2 separate regions of the Anas platyrhynchos genome follow, and region 1 is linked to region 2. The links are chromatin contacts, called in public Hi-C maps. All regions are on one chromosome and are shown on one strand. The core of a region is the stretch at or near the end of the contact, and the rest is flanking DNA. Distances in the headings are between cores, read along the strand shown. Region 1 has its middle 15 kb from the start of CD93. Region 2 has its middle 9.9 kb from the start of SSTR4.

Region 1 (3,594 bases), core at 57-2,556, 51 kb before region 2:
AAAAAAGTCTGCAAAATTTTTTTCCTTGTTTTGAAGGAAAATGTTCATCTGGCTGTGCTGATTGTAGCTCACACAGCGGTAAAGCTCCTGCCACTATTGGTGTCGGAGGAGCAGGAGCACAAGAAGCACCACGGAGGAGCGAAGCAGGGTGCAGGGGAGGTTTTCTTCTCGAACGACTTCTAGCACGATCATTTTATTTTGCAGTAACCCAATGATTTACACCAGGATTGTTATCAACACCAGCAACCGTTTGGTGTGGTTTGGTCTCCTGGCTGGCGCTCCTCACGAAGCTAATGGCAAACCCTCGCGTCCTGCACAAGCCCTGTTCCCCTTTCTGCTCCCCTCAAGCTCTCGAGCACGTGGAGGCTGTGGTTTCATGACTGAGCAGGGCTGCCTGCTCAGTGAAAAAAGATAACTTGCAGCTGGAGGTTTTGCTTTGTGCAAGTACAATGGAAGGGGAAAGCAATATTATCCAGCAGCGAGAAAACTTGTGCGATTGCTGAGAGCGGAGCTGGAATTTTTCTCCCCCCGAAAGACAAACAAATCTGCAAAATCTGCGCCCGGGCTGTCCCGTGGCCCCTCGCTGCCCTAGCTGCTGGGGGGGGGACCATCTTTCACTCCCCACCTTTCTCCTCCCGCTGCTCCTTTTTGGATAACAATGGCAGGATCCAGATGCTTATCTGCAGAGATTATTTCATGGGAGGCCGTGCAGCAAAACGGTGCAAGGACTTTGTGTGTGAATGGGGGCGATGCAATCCCACACCAGCCGCCGCCCTGGTGAGGCGCGCACTTGTGTTTCTCACCTGTGGGCAAATCACCAAAGTGCAGGAAAAAAATTAAATGCTGCCAAGGGGCGGCAGCATCCCTCGGCACAACTCCAGAGCAGGCACCTTCATCACCAGGGGAGCGTGCGCCCCTTGCAGCCCCGGGGCTTCTCCCCAGTGCCAGCGAGCCCAGCAGTGGGTGTCCGCGAGAAGAAAATCAAACCCAAACTGATGGAGCCGAAACTTTTTTTTCTGCCTTTCCTTTCCCCATAACCCAGGCCCTGAGGACTGGCATTTCCAACAGCCACATGCTGTGAGAACGCACGCACCGAGGACAGTCTATTTCCCCCCCAAGATAACCAGAAACCGCACAATAAAACCCCCCGTATTTAACTGGCAGCCACAACAGCCCTGAGGATCTCTGCCAAAGGAACCAAACAACTTTTTGGAACCAGATTTTCAGAACAGCACAGCCCCAGAGCAGCGCGTGGGGACAAGCCCAGCTCACATAACACGGTGACGAGGCACAGAAAGCCAGCTGTGGTGAAGATGGGCTGCACAGGATCCGTGCTGTGCCGCCTTCTGAGTCACTGCTCTTAGCATAAGGTTGCATCACTGCATAAATAGATTTATGGCAGAGTTCGCTGGAAGAATGCCTGTGTTTTGATCGTTCTTGGTCTCAGACTGATGCTCAGCAGGGAGGTTTTGGAGCTGTGGTGATGGCTAGGAGGAGAGCTGGCGCACTGGGCACCTTTCCCACGGTGGTGAGAGGAGCGAGACGGGTTTTCCATGCCAGCATCCTCCTCCTCCGAGTCCTGGTTGCTTTCCAGAGAGGGCATTTGTGTTTGCTCTTTATTTTTATTTATTCTATGTTCATACACAGGCCACGCTTGGGCTCAGGCAGCCCCAGGCCCCAGCACTGTGGGGTGATGTGGAGGCACGCACTGGATGTGGCGGCAGAGCTGTCTGAGACTGCCCCAAGGGCGCGATGGCCGTAGAAAACTGCTGATGCTTTCCTGTATTGCGGGGTGCCTCCCTGCAGGAAATAATGCATTGTGGCGTGGGGCGCTTCAGTTTCCTGCATGGCCCCAGCAGGCACCGCTTTGCTGGGAAGATGGGTTTTGTGCCCCCACCGAATGGGAAGGACAGCGTAACATCCCCAAAAGCTCTGCAGGGGTTCAACAGGCAGCCCCCCTAAACAAAGATGAGTTTAAGGACACGGTCCCCAAATGCTGTCGATTCACGTGTCATTCTGCTCTGAGACCGAACCATTACATGCCACAGCAGCAGAGGCATGGCTAATTACTAATTGCTTTACTATTTGGTAATTAATGCCACAAACACAAGGCTGAGGAACTGGGGAGGAGGAAGGGGGCTTTGGGAACCAGAATGATGCAGCTGGGAGGGGGGAGGGACCCTGCTGCCACAGCGACCTTCAGGTGGGATCTGTTCCTCTCCATGGATGTCTGCGTTGAGGTTTTTCTGTGCCACGTCCTGCCAGGGACCACCATGCTCTCCTCTGAGCATATTTCCCAGGACAAGTCCTGCAGGGCCAAAACTGATGCTGGAGCAGAGAAAGTGCCCTGCAAACGTGAGCGTTGCCTGCACGTGTGCTTTTTTTTTTTAAGGCACAGCACGGCACGCCTTTGAATTCAGCCATGGGCGGCTGCCGAACAATGCTGAACATCATTTCCAGGACAGTCTGGCTTTGGTAACGCCTTAATAAACTTTTCCCTTTGTTTGAAATCTTGGTTTCCTTTTTCTGGGTCGTTAAGCCGCTTCCTCCTGTTCTCTTGGGTTCTTCTGATCGAGGTGGAGACACGTTCTGGACAAAGCCACATTATTGTCTTGGCAGGGAGGTGCTGGGCAAACTCCTTTGCTGACCCTGCGCGCATGCATTATCTGTGTCCGCACATGGACCTATCTGTGTGCAGTTCCACCTACGTTTATATGCACATCCATGCATGCACTTGAATGTGCACACGTACACCAAGTGAGGGGCAAGCAGTGATTGCCCCGCATGCTCTGGAAGGGCACGGAACAGCCACAGGGGCTCCCAAATTGTCCCCCAGAGGCTCCAGGAGCCTGCAAGGGTCTCGGTGGGACTGCTGCGTGTGTTGTCCCTCTGCCAGCCTCACGGCTCTGCCACCAGGGGCACAGGGACCCCAGCCAAAGGGCTGCTGCATCTCAAGTGGGCCCAGCCCCTACCTGTGCCTGCAGGTAGCTTTTTATTTAAAACCAACAAACAAAACAACAACAACGCTGTTTTATTTGCTTTAGTTTAAGTGCGAGGGTTGGGCAGATCTCCAGGGATTTCTGTGCAACGGGCCTAGAAGCTTTTTCACAAAATAAAATCTGAAGCATCACGTCACTCCAGGGACTGCGACATGAAAAAATACACCTATAGATGTGTATGTATATATAAATATACACGTGGGTGTATATCCACACACGTGTATTTTGGCATGGGCGCGAGTGGATATTTCCCACTTCGCAAATCCTTCGCCGTTTGCTCTCTGCCCCACGGCTCCTGCTGCACTGCCCCAGGCTCTGAGCAAGCAAAATGCTTCACACGGCAGGTGAAGGGCTCATTACTGGGGGGTACCAACAGTTCTTCTGGTGCATTTGCCGGACATGGGATCAAAACTCGAGCCTGGCGTCCAGGCTCATGGGGACGAAGCGCTGGCCACTTCTTGCTACCTCCCCGCTGAGCCACGTGCAAGGAAACCCGGCCAAAAGCAGGGGCCATGTCGCATGGACAGTGCTCAACATTTGGCTGCCTTGACTTTCTGTTTATATAAGGGTAGGTTATGAGGCTTCCAAGGAATAA
Region 2 (3,974 bases), core at 304-2,803:
CAACATTTTTCAGTTATGCTCTGTCTTCAGCGTTTGAAGAGGCTGGTTTGCTCCTCAGAGCTGCAGCACGTTGGCCCCAGCTTGTACCCCAGTAGTCCGAACTAGTGCAATCACCAGCATCGAGTGAGTGCCAGCAGCACTGTGGCACAGGGAATTTCTTCCAGCTGACAGCAGCAGTGCCATCTGGTGACACAAAATAACAGCAGATCGGGCGAATTGTGTCAGAAATACATAACCGTGTTTTGCCTGCAGCCCTAATGGCAGCAAAGACTGTGCCTGGGGATGTGCGGGCTTCGCACCAGCAATGCGGTTGTGCTCAAGCAATGCATTGTGCACAAGTGATGCACTGTGCACAAACTATGTGTGCCTGTGCTTTGGACCCTGTGCATTGGGGATGAGTGAAAACCAGTGCAAATGAGGAGAGCATTTCCTCACTCAAGTCAGCCAAGGTCAGTGTCACGTGCTGGAATTCTTATTTCAAGCAATAAATCCTTAAGCCCAGACTTGCAGGAGCTCATGAGGAGCCACAGGGACAACTGAGACCTCTTATTAAATAGATGTTCTGCAATTATCTCCCCCTTGTGCCTCACTATTCCAGAACCCTGCTGGAGAATGCTTCACCAGGGAGCATCCCAGCACCCCAGCGTCTGAGCAGCTCAGCATCCCAGCTGAGGTCCACAATGCCCCTCATGCCCAGTGAGGGGCCGGGAGCTGCGTCCTCCCCCTGGCCACAGGCTGCAGCTCTTCTCTGCGCTTGCAGCACGGTGCTGAGGTGCAAGCCTGGCTTGCACTGCAGCACAGATCCAAGAGGCACAGTCGAGTTTCACTCATCGCTTACTGCTGGCCAACACACACATTTCTAAGTGAGCAAACTGTTTGCAGAAGTATTTCTTAGAGCTTCCCCAGTTCTGCCAGTGTCAGACACATCCGCCTCGTCCTTCCCACATCTTCCTTAGCAGCAGATCAAGTTTCTTTCTTTTCATACTCAGTTTGCTCTGAATTAAAAGGAAATAAATATGCTGCAGAGATTTCCATGACCTGATTCTGAACTGCTAATTCAGATGGACAGTTTCAATGCACGTTAGCGTCCCTTCAACTCACAAGAATGAACTGAATGTGTCTTTCTTTGTAATGCCTGCCCACCTCTATCAGCAAAATCCCAGCCCATGCAGGGTGCCCCCCACACAAGTCCTGTCCTGTCCCCCAGAACAGCCCTCTTCCCAGCCAGCCCCACAGACGTTTGCAGGAGGAGGGTTTGAACCTCAGGAAGCAGCATGAGTTACTGTGTGTCAAAAAAAAAGAAGAAAAAACCCTGCTTGAACTGAGGGCATCTGACAGCATGTACTCAGCCCCAGCCAAACTGGAAAAAAAAAAAAAAAAAAAAAAAAAAGCCAGGGTTCAATGACTCAGAAAGTGCTTGCTTTGCTAAACACATCGAAGTACCTTCCTCTCACTCAAGGGAAAGGGAGAGGAACTGGCTGGGACCCAGGCAGCCCTCTCTCCCTCCCAAATATTTTGAGTTATCAAAAAGCCTGAACAATTTCAGCTGAATCAGAACAGTTCCTGGCAGTTAGTAAGACATTGCTCATAAGCGAAACGTCCTGGTGTGGCCACGTCCTCCCAGCTCTGCTGGCAGCAGGACTCACAATGCTGCTACCCGAACTCCAGCGTGTCCTCTCCTCCTCCTCCTCACCAAGTCCAGGGAATGGGTTCCTGTAGGAAGGGGGCTGCTCAGCTTGTGCAAGAGCTGTTCCCATTGTGCTGACAGCATGCTGGACATGTGCTTTCATTCCTTATCCTGGCAATACCCCCAAACTAATTATCTTCTGCCCCAAAATCACAGCCAAGGGATTGGCCCCAGGTAGCAGGAGAAGCAGAAGAGCCTATGAATGCTGAGGGAAAGGTTAAGAGATAGGGAGCAGGCAGGTCTCTGTATTAGCAGCTGAGTAGTTAAATTAATGGATAAATGGGGACTCATCAGGTAGGCATCTGGGCCGATTGCTGCATTCCCATATAAATGCTGCAGAAGGGGCTAGTCCTCCTGTGGGAGGTTGGGCAGTGGGGTGCTGCTCCCTGCTGGGTGCTCTGCAGGGTGAGCAAAGCAGAGGGCTGCATGTGCTTTGTGCAGCTCTAAATCAAATCTGGCTGGGATCTACATGCACCGCAGGAGTACCCCCGACAAATGAGGGTTAGCACATCACTGCCTGGCATCCTACCACAGCTGGTCTCAGAAAAGGGATGACAGTGGAGACTTGTCCCTTGCATGGGGCACACGTAGAGTGCCCCGGCTTTGGCAACCCCCTGGGCAGCCTTTTCTTTGGTGAAAAGAAGAACCATCTACATGGTAACACGTGCCCCTTGGCTTTGGCTATGTCAAAATGTGGGCTCCTCGCCCTCGGAAACGGCAGAGCTTTGGTGAACCCAGGGTGCCTTTGTCCCACCTTTGGCAAACCCCGTTTTCCTTTTCCTTGCTAAACAGAAGAAGAAGGATCTATGTCACAATGCGGGCCTCTTGGCCTTGGCTACAGCAAAGTGTGGGCCACTTGGCAAAGCTTTGGGAAACCTTGGGCAACTCTGCCCCAAATTTGGCAAACAGCTATGTCCTTATCTTTGACAAAAAGAACGATCTACAGCAAGACGTAGGCCTCTTGGCCCTTGGCTATGGCAAGATGTGGGCCTCATGGCCTCAGCAATGGCAAAGCTTTGGCAAACCCTGGGTGCCTCTACCCCAGCTTTACCAAAGCCTGGTGTGCTTTTCTTTGATAAAAAGATGTGCGGTAAAATGTGGGCCTCTTGGCCTTGCCTACAGCAGAGTTTTGGCAAACCCTGGGCACATCTGCCCTGGCTTCGGCCAAAATGGCTTCATTTTCGTAGTTGAACAGGAAAAGAATGATCTAGGGAAGATGCGGGCCTCTTGGCCTTGGCTATGGCAAGATTCAGGCCTCTTGGCCTAAACTATGGAATAGCTTTGGCAAACACTGGGCAACTCTGCCCTGGCTTTGCCAAACCCCAGTGTCATTTTCTTTGATAAACAGAAGAACTATCTGCAGCATGATGCAGGCCTCTTGGCTTTGGCTGCAGCAAAACTTTGGCAAAACCTGGGTGCCTCTGCCCCAGCTTTAGCAAACCCCAACATCTTTTTCTTTGCTAAAAAGAAGAAATATCTATGTCAAAATGCAAGGCTCTTGGCATTTGCTACAGCAAAACATGTGCCAATTGGCCTCTACTGCAAAGCATTGTCAAACCCTGGGCGTCTCTGCCGCGGCTTTGGCAAACACTGACATCCGTTTTTCTTTGATGAAAATAAAAAGAACCGTCTACACAAGATTCAGGCCTCTTGGCCTCAGCTACGGCAGAGCTTTGGAAAACAGTGGGCATCTCTGCCCTGGCTTTGCCAAACCCCAGTGTGCTTTTCCTTCTTGAACAAAAGAAGAACAATCTACAGCAAGACGCGGACCTCTTGACCTTGGCCACGACAAAACTTCGCAAACCCTGTGCTACTCTGCTCTGGCTTTGGCAAACCCCAGTGTGCTTTTTTTTTTTTTTTTTTAATGAAAAGAACAATCTACAGCAACATGCAGGCCTCTTGGCTTCAGCTACAGCTGTGCTTTGGCAAACCCTGGGTACATCTGCCCCGGCTTTGCCAACCCACCTTGTCCTTTTCTTTTCTAAACAGAAGAAGAAAGATCTACATCAAAATGCAGGGCACTTTGCCTCTATTACTGCAAAGCTTTGGCAAACCTTAGGTGACTTTGCCCTGCATTTGGCAAACCCCGACGTCCTTTTCTTTGATGAAAAAAAAGAAAGATCTACGGCAAGATGTGGGCCTCTTGACCTCATGCACAGCAAAACTTTGCAAACCCTGGGTGTTGCTGCCCTGGCTTTGGGCAACACCAGTGTGGTTTTCTTTGCTGAAAAGCAGAAAAAAAAAATACATGGCAAGATGGAAGCCTCTTGGCCTCGTCTATAGCAAA

Evidence for each region. A called contact is a pair of places that touch in the nucleus more often than the background predicts.
Region 1: a contact with region 2 is called in a Hi-C map of skeletal muscle, with 2.8 times the contacts expected there. The contact joins two enhancer-like sites. A contact is called at or near these places in 5 of 8 Hi-C or Micro-C datasets (liver, skeletal muscle and subcutaneous adipose tissue).

Annotation. Positions count from the first base shown.
Region 1 is chr3:3,624,388-3,627,981 of IASCAAS_PekinDuck_T2T, reverse strand. No RefSeq gene overlaps it. Among named protein-coding and RNA genes, the nearest start is that of CD93, 15 kb to the right of the region's middle. Within about 2 kb of position 1,306, at least 2 of the 8 cell types and tissues checked have an H3K27ac peak or open chromatin away from gene starts, as enhancers often do.
Region 2 is chr3:3,573,195-3,577,168 of IASCAAS_PekinDuck_T2T, reverse strand. No RefSeq gene overlaps it. Among named protein-coding and RNA genes, the nearest start is that of SSTR4, 9.9 kb to the left of the region's middle. Within about 2 kb of position 1,553, at least 3 of the 8 cell types and tissues checked have an H3K27ac peak or open chromatin away from gene starts, as enhancers often do.